Linked DNA regions of Mus musculus: all the other regions are linked to region 1. The links are chromatin contacts, called in public HiChIP or PLAC-seq, capture Hi-C and promoter capture Hi-C maps. All regions are on one chromosome and are shown on one strand. The core of a region is the stretch at or near the end of the contact, and the rest is flanking DNA. Distances in the headings are between cores, read along the strand shown. Region 1 holds the start of Pmpcb (peptidase (mitochondrial processing) beta). Region 2 has its middle 6.4 kb from the start of AI506816. Region 3 holds the start of Srpk2 (serine/arginine-rich protein specific kinase 2). Region 4 overlaps Srpk2 (serine/arginine-rich protein specific kinase 2). Region 5 overlaps Srpk2 (serine/arginine-rich protein specific kinase 2). Region 6 holds the start of 5031425E22Rik (RIKEN cDNA 5031425E22 gene). Region 7 overlaps 5031425E22Rik (RIKEN cDNA 5031425E22 gene).

The links. Promoter capture Hi-C pulls out the DNA fragments that hold promoters and counts their contacts. HiChIP or PLAC-seq counts read pairs in DNA pulled down with a chosen protein or histone mark. Capture Hi-C pulls out chosen DNA fragments and counts their contacts.
Region 2: a contact with region 1 is called in an HNF4G HiChIP or PLAC-seq map of pancreatic cancer cells. The contact joins the enhancer-like site here to the promoter of Pmpcb in region 1. A contact is called at or near these places in 2 of 39 promoter capture datasets (hippocampal neurons and pre-B cells) and 3 of 115 datasets of contacts at active chromatin or transcription factors (embryonic stem cells, large pre-B cells and pancreatic cancer cells).
Region 3: a promoter capture Hi-C map of embryonic stem cells shows a contact between it and region 1, with 5 times the contacts expected there. The contact joins the promoter of Srpk2 here to the promoter of Pmpcb in region 1. A contact is called at or near these places in 5 of 39 promoter capture datasets (the 3T3-L1 cell line, cranial neural crest, embryonic stem cells and 1 more).
Region 4: a promoter capture Hi-C map of embryonic stem cells shows a contact between it and region 1, with 4 times the contacts expected there. The contact joins the enhancer-like site here to the promoter of Pmpcb in region 1. A contact is called at or near these places in 8 of 39 promoter capture datasets (the 3T3-L1 cell line, 3T3-L1-derived adipocytes, embryonic stem cells and 4 more) and 1 of 115 datasets of contacts at active chromatin or transcription factors (astrocytes).
Region 5: a contact with region 1 is called in a promoter capture Hi-C map of 3T3-L1-derived adipocytes, with 6 times the contacts expected there. The contact joins the enhancer-like site here to the promoter of Pmpcb in region 1. A contact is called at or near these places in 10 of 39 promoter capture datasets (3T3-L1-derived adipocytes, the SN4741 cell line, cranial neural crest and 6 more) and 1 of 115 datasets of contacts at active chromatin or transcription factors (astrocytes).
Region 6: a capture Hi-C map of embryonic tail shows a contact between it and region 1, with 6 times the contacts expected there. The contact joins the promoter of 5031425E22Rik here to the promoter of Pmpcb in region 1. A contact is called at or near these places in 7 of 39 promoter capture datasets (the 3T3-L1 cell line, cranial neural crest, embryonic stem cells and 4 more), 9 of 115 datasets of contacts at active chromatin or transcription factors (the NIH/3T3 cell line, astrocytes, cardiomyocytes and 4 more) and 1 of 9 other capture datasets (embryonic tail).
Region 7: a promoter capture Hi-C map of liver shows a contact between it and region 1, with 5 times the contacts expected there. The contact joins the enhancer-like site here to the promoter of Pmpcb in region 1. A contact is called at or near these places in 10 of 39 promoter capture datasets (the 3T3-L1 cell line, the C10 cell line, cranial neural crest and 5 more), 3 of 115 datasets of contacts at active chromatin or transcription factors (astrocytes, craniofacial prominence and embryonic stem cells) and 1 of 9 other capture datasets (embryonic stem cells).

Annotation. Positions count from the first base shown.
Region 1 is chr5:21,735,811-21,738,443 of GRCm38.p6, reverse strand. It overlaps Pmpcb (peptidase (mitochondrial processing) beta), which reads right to left and starts at 1,284. Exons shown (of 13, transcript NM_028431.2): 1 at 1,168-1,284. The coding sequence starts at 1,266.
Region 2 is chr5:23,717,801-23,720,433 of GRCm38.p6, reverse strand. No RefSeq gene overlaps it. Among named protein-coding and RNA genes, the nearest start is that of AI506816, 6.4 kb to the right of the region's middle. Within about 2 kb of position 1,308, at least 72 of the 459 cell types and tissues checked have an H3K27ac peak or open chromatin away from gene starts, as enhancers often do. A contact at or near this core is called in pancreatic cancer cells, where this site is marked.
Region 3 is chr5:23,674,667-23,677,299 of GRCm38.p6, reverse strand. Srpk2 (serine/arginine-rich protein specific kinase 2) reads left to right here and starts at 1,333. Exons shown (of 16, transcript NM_001359173.1): 1 at 1,333-1,442; 2 at 1,526-1,580. The coding sequence starts at 1,427.
Region 4 is chr5:23,651,257-23,653,889 of GRCm38.p6, reverse strand. All of the region lies in intron 2 of Srpk2 (serine/arginine-rich protein specific kinase 2), which reads left to right. Among named protein-coding and RNA genes, the nearest start is that of Srpk2, 23 kb to the left of the region's middle. Within about 2 kb of position 1,344, at least 19 of the 459 cell types and tissues checked have an H3K27ac peak or open chromatin away from gene starts, as enhancers often do. A contact at or near this core is called in embryonic stem cells, where this site is marked.
Region 5 is chr5:23,522,796-23,525,428 of GRCm38.p6, reverse strand. It overlaps Srpk2 (serine/arginine-rich protein specific kinase 2), which reads left to right. Exons shown (of 16, transcript NM_001359173.1): 11 at 814-1,281. Among named protein-coding and RNA genes, the nearest start is that of Kmt2e, 90 kb to the right of the region's middle. Within about 2 kb of position 1,283, at least 18 of the 459 cell types and tissues checked have an H3K27ac peak or open chromatin away from gene starts, as enhancers often do. A contact at or near this core is called in 3T3-L1-derived adipocytes, where this site is marked.
Region 6 is chr5:23,431,986-23,434,618 of GRCm38.p6, reverse strand. It overlaps 5031425E22Rik (RIKEN cDNA 5031425E22 gene), which reads left to right and starts at 1,283. Exons shown (of 3, transcript NR_165300.1): 1 at 1,283-1,409. It overlaps Kmt2e (lysine (K)-specific methyltransferase 2E), which reads right to left and starts at 155. Exons shown (of 26, transcript NM_026984.2): 1 at 1-155.
Region 7 is chr5:23,413,593-23,416,225 of GRCm38.p6, reverse strand. All of the region lies in intron 1 of 5031425E22Rik (RIKEN cDNA 5031425E22 gene), which reads left to right. Among named protein-coding and RNA genes, the nearest start is that of 5031425E22Rik, 18 kb to the left of the region's middle. Within about 2 kb of position 1,340, at least 155 of the 459 cell types and tissues checked have an H3K27ac peak or open chromatin away from gene starts, as enhancers often do. A contact at or near this core is called in astrocytes, embryonic stem cells and liver, where this site is marked.

The sequences.
Region 1 (2,633 bases), core at 35-2,534:
TGCTCCTGTTCACAAAGGACAGACAGAAACAGGACAGATGCTTCAGAGGCTCTCGGGCCAACTGGTTTGACTACAGACGCTTCAGCAGCTTTTTCATGTTTTCATATTGAAATGAGAAAAACGTATTTCCTAAACCCTGACCCAAAAACCTGAGACTGACCTAACCGCCAGACACAGTGGTGGTTTGAATAGGAATGGACCACAGAGGCTCACAGATTTGAACACTTAGTCATCAGAGAGAGAGACTACTAGAAGGTTGGAGGAAGTGTGCCACTGGGGTGGGTTATAGGGTTTAAAATGCTCAAGCCAGGTCCATTATCTGTCTGTCTGTCTGTCTGTGTCTATCTCTTGCCAACCCAGATGTAGAACTCTTGGCTCCTTCTCCACCACGTCTGCCAGCACTCTGCCATGCTTCCTGCTCTGATGATGATGGACGAAACCTCTGAACTGTAAGCAGCCCCAGCTAATGTGTCTTCCTTTATAAGAGTTGCCATGGTCGTGGTTTCTTCACAGCCACAGCCACAGGTACTTAAGAAATGTGTACGAGCCCGCACTGTCCTGCTTCTGTGACCCAAAGGCTTTCTGCTCCCTGATCAAATAATACACCATGACCTGACTGTGCCCTACTGTGTAGGGGCAGGCGGATCTGAGGCCAGCCCGATCTACAGGGCAAGATCCAGGACAGCCAGAGATGTTACACAGAGAAACCCTGTGTAACAACGATGTCTCAAAATATCAAAACCAAAAGCAAACCCAACTTCAAATTCATAAAGCGCTTGTCCTAGTTTCCTTTTCTCGAGAGAGAACAGCCCGACATACAATAACATTGGTAATAGCAAACTAACAGACAGACAGACAGACACACACACACACAGAGAGAGAGAGAGATCCCTTTGGAGCAAGACAACTCTCAAATAAGGAAAACGCTGGGATAAAACTCGGATGAACTGAGGTTGACGCTGTCTGGTTTGGGTGTCCATGGGCTGAGGATGGCGCTGTCTGGTTTGGGGGTCCACGGCTCCTTTTCTTACCTCCCGCGGGTGGCGTGGAGGGGGAGCAGCCGCCCCGCCCCCTCTGCGCCCGGCCGCAGCGCCCCGGGATAGCGGATCCGGAGGCCCGGCCCAAAGCACACCGGGAGCCGCCGGGGCACGGCGGAGCGAGACTCACCTGAGCAGCGGCGCGGCGAAGCGGAAGCCTTCGTGTAAATCCCCACAGGCGCCGCCGGGCCTCTGGCAACAGCGTCCGGGATAGAGCGGCCGCCGCCATCTCTGCGGTGGAGAAAGTGGAGATGTACTTCCGGGTCATGACTCCAGGCCCCAGAACTAGAGGCTGGCTCCACCCTGTGGCGGCAGCAGGAATTGCAGTCTCTGAAATTCCTTTGATTCTGTGTCTGGGCTTAGAACCCTCAATCCCTTCACCCTTTGACTCCCTCCCCAGTTCGCTCCAAATAATCAGGTCTGTAGAAATGATGTGCAAGACACACAAGGGACAAAGTGAACGGAACATGTATCCCCAGGCGGTTGGAGTTAATCAGAGAGATCCAGTGCGGGAGGGACAGACACATTGAAGGATCTATCATGTTGGTCTTCGTTGTTCTAATGTTTATAGCGTTGCTTATTCTATTCCATAGGAATACCTTTGCCGAGATTGCTACTAAAAGACAGACGCTTTACAAACATAATCTTACATTCTGTTACCATGATTTAATGTTATTTACTTCCACGTCTTAGGGCTCTGCCAAAACAAACTGCTCTTACCCGTTCCTGGGTGCCTCTTTATCCACATACACTCTAATGAAACTAAAATTTGTCAAATAGCCACTTTAGCCAATTGTCCCAGGGTTTGAGGCTTAACGAAAATAGCAAGCACTTTTTAAAATTAAAGCTTTTTATTTAACTTATTATGGGGAGGGGGTGGGTGCATGCCACTCCAAGCTTGTGGAGGTCAGAAGACAACTTTATGCAATCAGTTGCCCCTTCTACCTTTGCATGAATTCTGGGGGTGGAACTCAGGTGGACAGGCTTGCACTGCAAGTGACTTTACCCGCTGAGCTGCCTGCAAGCCCCTAGCAAGCTCTTTTCTGTGAGGAAGCGACTATTACTTTGCTAATTTTACAGTGGGAACTGAGGTATTGGCTGCCTAACAGGCTGTTTAACACTAAAGAGTGTGCGCTGTAACTTTAGAAGTTGGAGTTCTGTCTAACTTGACCCCTTGTTGCCTAATACCTAATTTACATTATCGTTCAGGTATCCTTTTCCCACCCAGCCTCCTCTTTTAACTATTCACCATTTAACAACAAGACAGGAAAATCCGGGCCGGGCGTGGTGGCGCACGCCTTTAATCCCAGCACTCGGGAGGCAGAGGCAGGCGGATTTCAGAGTTCAAGGCCAGCCTGGTCTACAAAGTGAGTTCCAGGACAGCCAGGGCTACACAGAGAAACCCTGTCTCGAAAAGCCAAAAAGACAGGAAAATCCCTTGGGCGCCTCATTGTCAGTTTGTAGCTGTAATGGTGACAACCAGTCAAACGTCCAAACCAGGAACTCCATGTCACCTTTGGTTCCTGCCTCTGACTTTCCACTCTGACTTCTTGCTATTTTATCGATAGCCATTCTAAGTGTAGAAGTTTAGACAAC
Region 2 (2,633 bases), core at 59-2,558, 2.0 Mb before region 1:
ATAGTTCCCACAGGCCACCACTGCAGGACCATACCTACATCTCTTTGTGGAACAAAGAAACTACATCAAAACTCTTTGTAAAGTACGTGTGACACCTTCCGTAACAGGAGGTTTTGTTGCTTGCCTGAGGAAAAACAAATTTACAAGAATGGCTCTGGAGGAGCATCCAGCATCAGAAAGTCTTCAGCCACCCAGATTGTACAGAGGTTACCAAGCTAGAAAGTATGTCTGCTCAAGGCTCCTGGGAGGAAAACAGGTTTGATTTTACATTCTTTCTCTTGAAGAACCAAGCCTGTGTTGTTACCATCCCAGGCTCCCCTAGTGCATGCCTATGAGTACCAAGACCACCACGCCCCCCCATACCTCCCAGCACTGGTGTGAGAGACAAGTGCCTCTGTAAAAAAACTGTCCCTCCCCCTTTCAATGTGGGTACTAGGTTTCTAATCCAGTCTTCAAGCTTGCTGGGAAAATACTTTACTGATTAGACGAGACTGCAGCTCCTCATTTTAGTTTTAAGTGAAAACCAACATGAACTAAGAGGCAGCTTTCTTGACACTCCTTCCACAGAGACTGACTTGTCACAAGTTTTCTCTTCCTACTTCTAAGGTACATAGAAGATGGAGAGGTGGGCTGGAGAAGGGAATCACATCTGCCATTGATTCAATGTGAAGATATATTGTTGCAACTATCAACTTTCTGATCCCTGAGAATAATCGGGAAGCAGCAGGGCTGGGGACAGAGAGGAAAGAAGGGCAGAGAAGTGCGCAGTGAGGTGGCTCAGTGGGTCAGTATTTGAAGAGTTCAATCCCAGAACCCATGGAAGGGTGGAAGGAGGAGAAAGACACCTGTTTCCAACGTGCTCCAGGCCAGAGTCACTCTGTCTTGCAGATGCTTCTAAGGATGACACCTGAGGGCTGTCCCGTGGCTGCCATATGCATGTGCGCACACACACACACACAGTATGTCCCAGCATGCATACACACATGCATGAAAAAGGAGGGGAGAATCTGCTCCATTAAGCCTCTTAGGAAATTTCTCACAAGACATGTGAGGATCAGAACTGGTGGAAAGAATTTAGAATTGTTCTCTCTTCATGACTGAATCCTTTTTGTATGTTTTTTTCTTTTATGTGTATTTATGAGTCAGAGCTTGACCACCAGGCAATACTTCCTGCACCTGTATATGAGCTCATTGTGGTTTTTGTGGTTTTTCTTCCTTTATATGAGAGATATTTGTTGTTGTAGTTCAGACACTTTGAGTTATGTCCCTGATCTGATCAACACTAGGGTGTGTGTTCAGTAAACCATCCCAGTCTGACTGAGATGGTGTTCCTGTGGTTTGTGAAGTGACTCTCAGACCCCAACAAAAGGTCCAGTGTTTGGGTTTCTGCTTCCTCTGCTTGGTGTTTCTGTTTGGTGTCTCCTCAGATGGAATCTGCGGTGTGTCAGGGTGGAGAGGCTCACGGCGGGGGTGGGAATAATTGACCTGTGTCCTCCATGTGCACATCTGCCTGAGTTGTGGTGTGAGCTGCCTTCAGGACAGTGACGTCATTAAGACATCACTGTTCCCAGATTGGTGTCATCTCTGGAGTTTGCTGCTGAACCCTGGGACCTGGTTACTCATGACCATGCTTCTCTTGGCTTGGAGACACCTAGCAAATCTACCTTGACAATGCTACCTCCTCTGGCTACACTATCTTTAAAAAAAAATCTCCTTTCCTCCTTTATACCTCTTCTTCCTCTGCTTCCTCCTTGTCTTCACTTTTGAGACAAGATTTCATTCTGTAGCATAGGATGGCCTCAAATTCATAATCCTCCTGCTTTAGCTTCCCAAGTGACGGGATTACAAGTGTATACCAACTCATCCAGTGTCAGTGCCTCTCTCTCTCTCTCTCTCTCTCTCTCTCTCTCTCTCTCTCTCTTCCTCCCTCTCTCTCCCCATCCATCCATTTTCTTTTTTATCCTCCATAACACCATGCATTGCCTTTATTTTGGTATGAGTCCACATTTCAACATTTAGTCGTCCTGAACAGAGTGGAGAACTTGGCAAGGAGACAGGAGGCCCAATTATCATCCCTGTCCACCTTGTGTCATGCCTTCATCCACTTTAGACCCCTTCTTCCTGTCTGTTTTCTTGGTATCTACCTATCTGTCTATCTCCTCATTTTTAGATTTATTTATTTGCATTTTATGCATATAGCTGTCTGTTTACCATGTGCTCTCAGAGGCAAGAAGAGGTTGTTAGATGCTCTGGAACTGGAGCTACAGGCACTTGTGAGCTGCCAACTGAGGTTTGGGTTTCAAAACGGGGTCCTCTAGAAGAACAGCAAGTGCTCTTATGTGCTGAGTCATCTCTCCACCCCCCAGCCCCCACAATCTTCTTCCCCATATACTTTCTGTCATCTACCTGTCTGTTTTTGATCTATTTTTCAACTGGCTTCCTTGAGTAAGAATTTGTCTTCTTCTTTATTTCAGTTTAGGGATCTCTTAACCTTGGAAAGTGGACAGTTATAGCCCTATCTATCTTTTTCCTGTCTCCACTTCCACACTCATACCCTCCTCCATGCCTATGCTTATCTATATCAGCTAAATGCACTGACACAAAATGAATTCTCCGCATTCAAGTCTCTACTG
Region 3 (2,633 bases), core at 84-2,583, 1.9 Mb before region 1:
GAAAAAAAAAATCTTTGCTTTTAGTAGATATGTATTGAAATCTTTTGGGGTGGAGGGTAACAGTCTGCAAACTACTGAATGACTCAGCAAAATACACCATATGCATACACACACACACACACACACACACACACACACACAGAGCAACTGTGGAGAAACGTTTAAAAAAAACCTAGTGAATGTGGGTTAATAGTGCCGATTACTGCATTTTTCTTGTATGTTTCAGATTTTTTGAAAAAAAAAATGGAGAAAGTAAAATCTTTTCAAACTTGGAGCGGCCTTTCCTGTTTGTTGGGACATCTTTAGAGTAAGACTCAGTGATACAGTTGTAACTCAACGATACAATTGTAACCAATGAAGGACTGAGTGTTCAGGACCAGTATCTTTAAGATACTGTAATTGTTCAAAGAGACAAGAGAACACTGAAGTGGTAACTACGTGTCAGTCAGCGTGATTTGCATCTTAGATAGCCTTGGAAGGTAGAAAGAGAAACCAGGTAGCCTGGGAAGGCAGAAAGAGAAACCAGCCAGGCCTGAATAGAAATACAGGCTGGTAGAACTGTTTGACCTATTTAGGGTTTAGTTTCCCCATTATAGGAGGAAGAAAAAAAAAATCACTTTTTGGCATGATTGCTGTTTTAGGCTCTTATCTCATGGTATTTAGAAAATTAGGCTTTCTGTGACAAACTTTCCATTTAAGCTGTGTGCATCTTTCCTTCGTTAAACTCACGCAGCCTAATGGAGTAGGAAAAGAGAGGAAAATCACTTCTCCAAGGTCACACAGACACTCAAGGACCCAGGTTCCTCAGCTCTTGGTCTTGTGCCCTTTCCACGCCCGCCGGAGAGGAGGAAGCGGCGCTCATAGGGATGCAAGGATGTAGAGATGCAAAGGGATAGAGGAGGCCGCCTGAGAGAGGTGGCGAGAGACCCGCCAAGGCGCTGGCCAAGGAAGAGCGCATGGAGAGGCGTGCGGCACGACCAGCCGGGGTGCGGAGCGGTGGCTGGGAGGAAGGGTCGGCGGCTGGGCCTAGTGCCCGGGAACGGGTGGCCTGCGGCGGCCGTAAAAGCAAGGAGGTGGAGGCCGTGGGCGCGGGAGGCCGTGGGCGAGGGGGCCGTGGGCGCGGGGAACCGTGAGCGCGCAACCGCCCTTCAGCACAGGTGGGCCGCCGAGCGAGTGATAAGGGCGCGGCCGGGGTCCGGACCCCCGTGCTCCAGAGCTGCGGAGGGGGGCGCGGAGGGGGCGGGGCTGCGGGGCGGGGCCGCGGGGGCGGGTCTCATTGGCCCCCGCGGGAGAGGCCGCGGCGGCGCAGGCGCGGTTCCCGCCTCCTCGGCCGGCGAGCGAGTGGAGGCTGCATCCCGGTGCGGCTGACTGTCGCGTCGCCGCCGCCTCCGCCGCGGAGCCCCCCGCCTGGCTGCCCCGAGTCGGAATGAGCTCCAGGAAAGGTGAGCGGCGCGAGCGGCCCCCGCCCCGCCTCGCGGCACGCAGGCGGCCAACCCGACCGTTAATGTGTCTTCTCTCTCCCCAGTGCTGGCCATTCAGGCCCGAAAGCGGAGGCCGAAAAGAGAGAAACATCCGAAAAAGTGAGTCCGCGCGGCGCTTGGTCCCGACCCCGCCCCGCCTCGCTGAATGTTGCTTGCGGCCGCGCAGGCAGAGCTTCCCGGTCCCCGGGCCGCGGGCGGTGGGTCTCCCGGGACGCGGCGCCGGCTCTACGTGCCCCGGCGGGGGAGGGGTGGGGGGAGGGGCGCGCGGCCGCGGGTTCCGGAGCCGCGACCTGGCCCGTCAGCCTGCGAGCCGCCCGGGCTCTGCACTCGACCCCGCGCCCCGTGCCCCGTGCCCCGCGTCCCCGATCCTCATCCCGCGCCCCGGATCGGCGTCCCTGATCCGTATCCTGAGCCCCTTATCCACATCCCTGATCCGCACCCCAGTGCCTGTACCGCACGGGTCGGATAGTGGGCACGGGAGGGAGGCGGCGGCGCGGCTGACACCTGGGCTGCGGGAGCCAGTGCGCTGCCGCCTCTGCCACCTCCCGGTCCCGCCTGGGCCAGCCAGCTGAAAACCCGAGCTGCTTGTCAAGTGGTTTGGCTCCGGGCGTTGTTCCTGGCGTGAGTTCAGCTCCGGGACCGGTGCGTTTCGGCGCTCGGGTTTTTCATTCGAAACTTTCTGCTCGGGTCGAGCGTTACTTGCGTGCTGCGGCTGCGCCCAGGTCGCTTGCTGCAGTGGGCTGTGGGTGTGTGCGCGGGCGGGTCCCGCGTGGTGCTCCGGACTGGATCCACCGACTATGATATTTCAAATGTGCCAGCGCCAGCCACCTCCAGCCTGGACCTGCAGCCCAGTTGGGCAGCTGCTGTCGGAGAAGCCTTTCCCCGAGAGCTGGGTTTTCCTAGGCGTCAGAGCGCCGCCGCGTGTTTCTCTTTCCTCTCTCTCTGGGTTTGCTGGACCAGCTATCAACATCTTTGCTCACATTGTTTGCTTCGCTGTTCCTTTTGCGCAAGAAATTTGTGTGGTGTCTTTGGTACTATAGAGAAAGACAGAATTCGCCTTTAATAAAATTACGAAATATTTGTCTATCTTTATTTTGCAAGGGGTGGGATAACCCTCTGCTCTCTTAGGTGGTGGTTATAATTTGTATTGGC
Region 4 (2,633 bases), core at 95-2,594, 1.9 Mb before region 1:
TTAGGCAGCCATATAGGTGAGGTTTCATGGATTTGGTTTCCCTGTCATGTATAGAAGATACTACCTAGAAGCATCCTCCAGCTCCTAAAATCTTCTGCCCTCTCTTGTACCTGAGTAGGGTTGTAAACATGTCATTTGGGTTGTGGACCTCTCTCTCTTTTTCTTTTTTTAAAGATTTATCTATTTTATGTATGAGTACACTGTAGCTGTACATGTGGTTGTGAATCTTCATATGGTTGTTGGGAATTGAATTTAGGACCTCTGCTCACTCTGGTTGGCCCAAAGATTTATTATTATATGTAAGTACACTGTAGCTATCTTCAGACATACCAGAAGAGGGCATCAGATCTCATTACAGATGGTTGTGAGCCACTATGTGGTTGCTGAGATTTGAACTCAGGACCTTCAGAAGAGCAGTCAGTGCTCTTCACCACTGAGCCGACTAGCCAGCCCCAGGTTGTGGGCCTCTTAAGTCAGTTGTTCTCTGTAACAGTCTTCTTTAGGGAGAGCCAGCACATGAGCTGCAAGTCTGGAGCTAGGAGATGGTGAGGGTGGGCAAAATTCTCAGGATATATAGCTTCCTGATTTTTTCACTGGATCATCAGGAAGGCCTTGCCTATACTTTTTTTTTTTTTTAAATGTATCTTAAGAATCTGTTGCTGAATTCATAAAACCCTGGAGACTTATCCTTACAATTTCGGTTCCAGCTGTTTACGTTAGTAGTTCTATTTTCAGCCCACTTTGTGTGTTGTCTTAGCAACATTGTCTGTTTTTTTCTACTGAATAGACGTAGGTATAAGCTTTTAAGATGGAGTTTCTCTGTGTATTCCTGGCTATCCTGAAACTCACTCTGTAGACCAGGCTGGCCTCGAACTCAGAAATCTGCCTGCCTCTGCCTCCCGAGTGCTGGGATTAAAGGCATGTGCCACCACTGCCTGGTCTTGAGGGCCATTGTGTAGCTTCTGATGGGAGATAAGCTTTTGTAATATTTTTGTGAAATTAGTTTAAAAGCTAAAATAATTAAATGGTAAAAATATTACTGATTTTTATCTCGACTATAAGATATATTTAACTTGCTTATTGGCTTTCATTGTGGTAGAAGTAACCTTACTGGTTGCTATTTGTGAGAATTTGCGTTTTAATCTCAGGATAGTACTAATTTTTGTTTTGGAGATAGGGTCCCAGCTGGCTTTGAATTTTCTGTACTGAGAATGACATTAACTTTGGTTCCTTTGCTTATGCCTGTCCAGTGCTGGGAGTGCAGATTTTTGCAGGGCTGGAAAGGACTCTAGGCAAGCACCGTGGCAGCTGAGCTCCGTTCCCTGCCCGGGTTTGGTTTCCTGAGACAGGTCTCTGCCTGCAAGTCGAGCCTGAGCAGGAACGCTCCTAGTGCCTCAGCCTCTGTACTGCTGGGATTACAGGCATGCCTTTGCATGCTCCGGGTATTGTTTTGTTTATTCTTAAAAAAGTGTTATTACTCTTACAAACTATTGTTTCTTTTCTATACTTCTTTATTGTGTGTGCTCACATGTGAGCATGTGCGGTGTGTTTGTGGAGATCAAGGAGAGACTTGCAGGATTCAGTTCTTTTCTTGAGGATCAAATTCAGATGGTCCGCCTCAGCAGCGAGCATTTTAAGCCGCTAAGTTACTTTGCTAGCCCCTAGCAGGTTTTATAAAATGAGAAACATTAAAGAAATTTTACCGATTAAAATTTTTATATTTTGTTAAATACATTAAAAATTGGTTCATTTCATATTTGTAGCTCACTTTTTAAAAAGTGTTGAATTGGAAAACGTCATGTGTGTGCCCTTGTATATGTGGAAGTGTATAGGTGTGTGGGTGTGAGTGGAAGCTAGTGGTTGTCCCTGACTGATCGCTACTTTACTAATGAAGGCAGGATCTCCAGCTGAACCTGTCTTGCCAGTTTCCATCAGAGATGACTCTGTTTCTGTTACAGATCTGGGATTGCAGAGAGGCCCACATTCTCCTGGCTTCTGTGTGGGCGCTAGGATCTGAGGTCTGGTCCTCATGCTTCCATGGCAAACACCTGGTATACTGAGCCATCTTCCCAGCCCTAAGCCAGTTGAAATTTTGTGTTCTAACAGTGGTTCTCAGCCTTCCTAATGCTGCAACCCTTTAACACAGTTCCTCATGTTGTGGTGACCCCAACCATAAAATTATTTCGTTGCTACTTCATAACTGTAATTTTCTTCCTGTTATTAGTTGTAATGTAAATATCTGCTATTTCTGATTGTCTTAGATGACCTCTGTGAAAGGGTCATTCAACCCGGAAAGGTGCTGCTACTCACAGGCTGAGAACTGCTGTGTCAGAAGCGTTAAGGTGAGGAGAGGTAGTTAGTAAAATAGGATCATCAGCTCCTGTGATTTGCTCCTGTACCTTGTCAGGGATGTATGTGGGTGTTAGTGATTCTGAGTGAGAGAAGAGAGAATGCAGACTGTCTTTTGGGAGCATAGGCAATGCTATTTCTCCTTAAATGCACAGTAAAACTAGCCTCATGACACACCACGGAGGAAGAGAAAGTATAAGCATTTAAACGTATGGGCTGGAGTGCTAAGAGACCACTTGCTTATCTGAAAAAAGGATTAGATACAATTGATAGCATCTTTTAAA
Region 5 (2,633 bases), core at 34-2,533, 1.8 Mb before region 1:
TGAGCCACAGAGTGCCTTAGAGCATCTGAGCTGCCACCGCCATTGGCACTAAGGACGGCTTTCTTGAGCTTCTCGGTGGAGATGGGGGCAGCAAAATATCTGCCAGGTGGATGCCAACATCTCAAAGTAGGCTTTGAGAGGGAAGGAGGATGTCTGAGAAACGTGTTAGTGCTGTGATGACCCTTTCTTCATTTTGTGATTAACCTTTTCCTAACTTTAATGCAGCACAGCTCTTATTCTAAAATGGCAGAAGAAAGGGTTAATGGCTGGAAAAATGGATCAGTAGTCTTGCAGAGGAACCAAGCTTGGTTCCCAGTACTAACAGTGTCAGGCTGTTCATAGCCACTTACAACTCCAGCTGTAAGGGGGTTCACACACTAAAGATCAGGTACAGTAAACATCTTCAAAAAAGAAAAAGAAGGGCTTGAAGTGAAAGTCCAGTTTTACTTGTAATTCCCCCTACCCCCCAGAGCTAACTTGTTCCTGATGAGAGGGCTCATTATTAAATGAGCAGAAACAAGATTTAGAAAGCTCCCTTGCCTTGGCAAACAAAAGACATGTTCTGAGGTCCGTTAGAAGTGGCTCCTAGCCAGGTGTGGTGCATGTGCAGGCCTTTGATCCTGGCACTTAGGAGGCAGAGACCGCCAGATCTCTGAGTTTGAGGACAGCCAGAGCTACACAGAGAAACCCTGTCTCAAAAAAAAAAAAACAACTAGAAAAGTATAAAAAAACGGGTCTCTTGGTATGAGGCCTAACTAGAACTACTTTGAAAGGAGAGCCATGACTCTTGATCTTACTCTCATCTTCTTTAAGGTGAAGTTGAAGACCAGGAAGAGAAAGAAGATGCAGAGAAGGAGAACGCGGAGAAGGATGAAGATGATGTTGAACAGGAACTTGCAAACTTAGACCCTACCTGGGTGGAGTCCCCGAAAGCCAATGGCCATATTGAAAATGGCCCGTTCTCACTGGAGCAGCAGCTGGAGGATGAAGAGGACGATGAAGATGACTGTGCAAATCCCGAGGAGTATAACCTCGATGAGCCAAATGCAGAGAGTGATTACACGTATAGCAGCTCCTATGAACAATTCAATGGTGAATTGCCAAATGGACAACATAAGACTTCAGAGTTTCCCACACCGTTGTTTTCTGGGCCCTTAGAACCTGTGGCCTGTGGCTCTGTGATTTCAGAGGGATCGCCACTTACCGAGCAGGAGGAAAGCAGTCCCTCCCATGACAGAAGCAGGACAGTTTCAGCCTCTAGTACTGGAGATTTGCCAAAAAGTAAGTGCCCTTTTGCATCTTTGTCTGCTTGCTCTGCTTGCTCTTTGGCAGACACTGTGAAGGGAGTGAGAGGGCAAGAGAAACCCTTACATTTTAATGCTTGTATATTCAAGAGAAAATACAATGCTTTAGACTATATCTGTCCTTTAGGCTTGCTCTTACTCTCTGAAATCCTATCCCTGGGCTTTCTTTATTTATTGTATATTTATTGAATGACATCATAGTTAAAATGCATTGCACCATTACCAAACTCATACCTTTCTAGACACCAATCCTCTTCTGGCTGGTAGTAGTAGTTTTGGGTTTTCTTTCTCTCTAAGGGAACACCTGTCTGCTTTCAGCTATACCAAGAGAGAACTTGTGTTTTATTAGATAGTTGACCTTGTTTATACAATTCTCCTTCCTTCCTTCCTTCCTTCCTTCCTTCCTTCCTTCCTTCCTTCCTTCCTTCCTTCCTTCCTTCCTTCCTTTCTTTCTTTCTCTTAAATATTTATTTATTATATATGTAAGTACACTGTAGCTGTCTTCAGACACTTCAGAAGAGGGAGTCAGATCTCATTAAGAATGGTTGTGAGGGGCTGGAGAGATGGCTCAGCGGTTACAAAGCACCGACTGTTCTTCCAGAGGTCCTGAGTTCAATTCCCAGCAACCACATGGTGGCTCACAAACATCTGTAATGGGATCTGGTGTGTCTGAAGACAGCTACAGTGTACTCATATATACATTAAATAAATAATTCTTAAAAAAAAAAAAAAAAAAAAGAATAGTTGTGAGCCACCATGTGGTTGCTGGGAATTGAACTCAGGACCTTCAGAAGAGCAGTCAGTGCCCTTAACCTCTGAGCCATCTCTCCAGCCCCAAATCCTGCTTTCTTTTTGTTTGTTTTGTTTTGTTTTGTTTTTTGTTTGTTTTTATAAACAGGGTTTCTCTGTGTAGCCCTGTCTCTCCTGGAGCTCACTCTGTAGACCATGCTGGCCTCAAACTCAGATCTGCCTGCCTCGACTTCCCAAGTGCTGGGATTAAAGGTATGTTACACATCTGTGTGTTTAAAACTGAAAAGAGCCGGGCGGTGGTGGCACATGCCTTTAATCCCAGCACTTGGGAGGCAGAGGTGGTAGATTTCTGAGTTCAAGGCCAGCCTGGTCTACAGAGTGAGTTCCAAGACAGCCAGGGTGACACAGAGAAGCCCTGTCTTAAAAAACCAAAAAAAAAAAAAAAAGTATGTGCATCGGTGTTTTGCCTGCATGTGTGTCTGTATGAGGACGTCAGATGCCCTGGAACTGGAATTACTGACAGTTGGAGCTGCTGTGTGGGTCCTGGGAATTGAATCCAGGTCCTCTAGAAGAACAGTA
Region 6 (2,633 bases), core at 34-2,533, 1.7 Mb before region 1:
ACCCAAGAGTCGGGCACTGCGGGCCACGGCAGGAATGACGAGGAGACGCTGAGGCTGCTCCGAGTGTCTATGCCCCCTCTGCTGCCGCTCCCGAACGCAGGCTCGATCTCCGACTCGGCCCCCTGCGCCCGCTCAGTGTCACTGCTTCTCGCTCTGGGAAAATGGCGGCGGCGACGGCGGCGGCGGCGGCGGCAGCGGCGGCGGCGGCGGCGGCAAGCGCACGGGGCCCGCCCGCCCCGCTCCGCAGGGGCAGGGGGGAGGGGACGAAGCTACTCGCCGCCATCTTGGTTATGGGCTGCGGCCCGACGCGGCCTCTCCGCCGAGGCGTGGAGACGTCACGCTAGAGGCCGCGAGCTGGCCAGACACTCCGTCTTTCCCACAACAGGTGCATTCATCCATCCGCCGACGGTTGGGGAGGTCTTGCTAGCTGGTGGGCTTGGCTCTTTACCCGTTGTCCCCGAGTAGCCCTCAAGCCTGGATGTAGGTGAGCGTGAGGATGCTACTAGTGGGTAGAAGGATGACAGCAGGGACGGGGACGACCCCCCTCCCATCACTTCCTAAGGTGATGCACTTGCTCCTACCCCCCAAGCAGCCTCAGTCCCGGCAGCCCCCTCCCCCCGGCCTGGCCTGCCAGCTCAGGGTGAGCCCGGTCGGATTGTCACTCGACGCCCACTAGTGGCTGAGGAGGCTCCAGTGCGCAGGCTCCGGGCACCGGATAAAAGCGGAGCTGGCGAGTCCCGCGCTGTCTCGATGGAGGAGCGAGAAACGCAAGAGGTCGGGGGGAGAAGCCGCAGAAAAAATTGCAGCCATCGTCAGCGCCGCCTCCCTGCCACCGTGTATGGGGTAAAAGCTGCCGTTGCCGCTGCCGGTGCAGTCGCTGCCGCCGCCTCCTATACTTCTTAGCACCGGGGAAGGATTCCCCGCCGCGGGACAGTGTGCTGGGCGGGGAGCGGGAGTTCGTTTGTGTGGCGGTGATTAAACGAGGGAGGGACAGAGCTGGTTTCTCGAACCGAAAAGGGGAGGCCAAGGAACAAAACAGGGTTCTCCACTAAAATCACACAGCGATTACGGATCTGGCTTTGGGGGCCTTTCCCCGGAATGGCGGTTTCCGTCTTCTTGGCCCGCAGCACGACCTTGGGTGCTCCGTAAGAGGAGTGGGGAGAGGCAGAGGCGGTGTCGGCAGCCAATCGGCGTCTGGTGATTTCTGTCGGGCGCGTAGGGATTGGCTGACGATGACCTCATGCTGCAGCAGCGGGTGGGGCCAGAGTCGTCGGGGGTGGCTGTTGCAAAGGCAGAGAGTGAGAAGTGATGACGGTGATCGTTGTCGCCGCGTCTTCTGTGGAACCCAAGCAGTGCCGAAGGAAGTCGCAAGGCTCTTCCCCGACCTTTTGCTCCTCTCCCTGCGCGAGGTGAGGGCCCTGGCTCGGCCTCTGCGAGACTTTGGGGCGCTGGTGCGGCCGTGGAGGCGCAATTTCTCCTGTGACTTTTGTAACTGCGTCAGGGCAAGATGGCGCTGGGTCTCCTTGGGGCGCGGGGGGAGAGGCACGTCCACCGCCGCCGCAGCGCATGTGACCGGCTGCATTCCTGTGGGGTTTGGCGGGGACCCAGGCAGGGCGGGGGAGGGGACCGGGTTTGGGCGGAGGAGATGGTGGTGCGGTCGGCGTTGGCTGCCCGAAGAGGAAGAGATGACTGTTTGAAAGCTCTTCCCCTCCCCCACTCCCCGCAGCAGAACTGCTGCGGGGGGGGGGGGAGCCCCTGAAAGGACACTCCTTTCGGGGTGTGCCAGCCACTGGTGGAGGAGAAGGTTTGACGCCTTCTTATATCTGCCTTTCTCCTTGCAAAGTATGCTTACGTAAGGTGGCAGTTCCCTCCTGTAAGCCAACTAGGAGGCCCTGAGTGTCACTGGTATGGGTAACAAGGACAGGTTAGGCTCTGAAGGCACCACAGGTAGGAGTGTTGATTATTTCAGACAAAACATAAAGTTTGGGGGGTCTGAATAGAAGACTACAGCATTCTCAGAGTTTGAAAGCAAGTGAATAACACCCAGGAACACTTAGGGTTTCTAGGCAGACAGCGATTAAGGACTGCATCACAGTCTGAACGGAAGGGCCCTGTCAAACCTTCTCCTTAGATTCTTTGTGTTCATTACCCTCCCTGTCTGTACATCCCGTGAGAGAGTTTAAGTAATCTTACTGGTGAGGGTTGCCTTTTCAAATATAAGTATTCTTAGTAATTTTAGTATTTTGTTCTGTATGAAACTGAAAGGTCATTTTCTATACTTCACGTTGCATTTTGTCGTCCTTTTAAAAATAAAAAATGGAATTACAAATGCTTCTGGTAAATATTCGTTAAAGCTCTCTATCCTGCGTCTTTAAAGCACATTTGCAATAGCATAAAACGTATTTTTAGTGGGACTTAGGGATGGGAATGAGGGCTCGAATGGGTTTTGCTATTTAATAGCCTAGACTAGCTTGGAACTCATACTCCTGCCCACCCTCCTATTGCTAGGATTACAGGCTCTGCCTGGGTACTATTTCAACAAAACACTGTATTTGGTGCTGAGAGAAAATGAATGCCTACTAGGCCTAGAAACTTCATTAACCTGGGCCATGGTTATGTTAATTTATGTTTAT
Region 7 (2,633 bases), core at 91-2,590, 1.7 Mb before region 1:
GCACCTTGTACAGCAGTCAGTATCAAGTAGAAACAGATTATTAATTGCTCGACATACAGCTTCAAGCTTTGGGGGGCTTGAGGTCTTTTGTTGTTCTTCTCTTCCTTAGTTGGAGGGACAAGGGTACACAACACCTTATCATAAAATGCATCATGCTTCTTCTGAGGAGAGCCTTTTTGGCTTGAAGCCATAGCTGATTATATATCTTGTACCAGTGTGAGACTTGACATTTGCAAAGCCCTGGTCGCAGTTTGTGTATTTAGCGCCCTCTAGTGGGTTACTTTATAAAAGCATAGTTTATCTTTAGCTAAAAGAGATTAAATTGTTTACCACCGCAGTGTAATTCGTTTTGCTTTCCATTGCATCCAAAGAGACCCTTTCCTGCTACAATAGTTTGCACTTGGCCAAGAGATGACCTAGGCTGTGGCCTTTGCGCTGTAGCTCCTCAGTATTTCTAGGTTTCAGGTTCCTAGTGTAAAGTGATGATAGATAGAAGTGCCAGCTTGGGATCATCTAAAGCTAAAGGAGCTGTAATGTGGGCACCTGACACAGTAGGAGCCTAGTAATGTAGGAGGAGCCTAGTAATGTAGGAGGAGCCTAGTTCTATATATTGCAAATCTAAGGTCTTGAGTGTAATAAGATACTTGAGGCCTGATATAGCCAATATTAATAAAGGTAAAGAAGCAGGTGTTCTAATTCTGCTAGTTGAGAGAATGAGAGCAATGTTCAATGGGAAAGAATAATTCCTAGATATAACTCTAATTTCTCTAGGACCATCGTTATTAAGTTGGAAAGGGGCAGAGGACAAGTTTGGAATCTGCTCTCCAACCTACTGTGAATTCTGGGGATCAAACTCGGGTCACCAGGCTTGCAGACAGAGTGCCTTTAGCTGCAGAGCCATGCCACAAGCTGCTGCTTAATGAGATAGTCATACCATTTCTGCAGCCTGGGAGCATGTTGGTTTTCTTTGCATCTGTCACAGCACTTAGATAAACTGCATGTGCTCAGCATCTAAATTTGACCTTTCCATGTTAGAGTTGACTGTATGGTAGACTTTAGAAAACAAGACAAAGAGTGGTAGATAGTACTTAAATCGAGCCAGGTACATGAAATAGCCCCAAAGATTTCTTGTTTGTAGCCTTATCTTGCATTGGTAGTCAAGGACTTTGGTACTTAGACTTTACCTCCTCAGCCCCACTCCCCAGGAACCCATGTACTTCAGGAAAGCACTGGGTGATTATGACCTGTGAATGACCAGAGTCTTTGACCAAGTGTCCCTAGGCCCATTATTCCTGTGTGCCATGTGTTAGACATGTGACTGTTGTCTCAAATTCCCTTCTGTTTCCTTAGTGATAGGCCAAATTTGTTTTCTTGTGAACTGGTTAACCTTTAATTGAGCCCTAGTTAATGTCAGGACATTGTACTAAGCATTTTTATATTCATGACTTAACCTTCACAGCTCTGATCAGTAAGATGCAAAGTACGATCCCATTTTCCACACAAAACTCCTAGTGGCTCTCTTAAGTGGCAGTCAGACTTCTGACCTAAAGCTGCCTCTATTTAAAGCCAATGGAAACAGCTGTCAGAAACACTGCAATGAGAACTTTGAGTGCCGTTTGTGGGAGTCTGACAAAGAAGAATCTGGGCTTCCTTGAGGCACTACGCCCAGCGATTTTTTTTTTTTTCTTTTTAAGTTTCTTGCTTTCCAAGAAAGCCCACTTATCTGACCCTGCTGTAATGGTAATTATGGCTCATAGTTTTGCCATACCTCACCGTTTTGGAAGGCTGGCACAGGCGTTCTGACATTATCTCTTCTTGGGGACCTTTTGTTTGTGTCATCCATTGATCCTCTAAGCTGGAGAAGCAAGAAGAAGGCAGCTGCTGTTAGTTATTCCCCAGGGGATACGCAGCAAATCCCAAGCCTTCCAGCTGGGAAAACTTCAATCTGGCAGTGAAAGCATACAAAAGAAATCTAGACAAAGCGGGAGGGAATGGGGTTCACACGCCAGCCAGCCGTCCTGGTTACAGCGCTTTGGGCTATGAGCTGTCCTGGGCCAAGCTGGGCCACAGCACTGAAAGTTCTGTCTTGGTGGACACAAATTCTGCAGTCCTTCCAACAGCAGGACACACACACACACACACACACACACACACACACACACACTTTCCATACCCATGTTCCCTTTCAGTTTAGGCCAAGCAGGAGATTTCTATTAATTGCCTTTTTTCTCTGATGTTCTGATGTTCAACCCTTAACTCCTAACACTGTTCTTAATAGTTTCCTCCTGCTTTATACCTTGGCCTCTTTGAAGGATCCCAGTCAATGTTAGAGTCTCTGTGGGTGGATGGTTAGTTAGCAATCAAAGCCGCAGACACTGGCGTGGGAGTGGAATGACTCTGGGTGGAGGGACCACAGTTTGAAAACAAATGAGCCTCTTTCATAATCCCAGTAAGCCTTCTGTGGACTCTTAAGGTCTGCTGTTTTGGCGCGGGGCACTAGGGTTTCTGGGACTTTGAGAAAGAGTAAACAGGAGCTAGTTTACCATCTCCAGTAGCCTCAGCAAAACATCAGTGTCCAAAGAAGGCCTGGGTTGTTGGTTGGTTTGTTTGTTTGTTTTTAAGTTCGTCTCTTC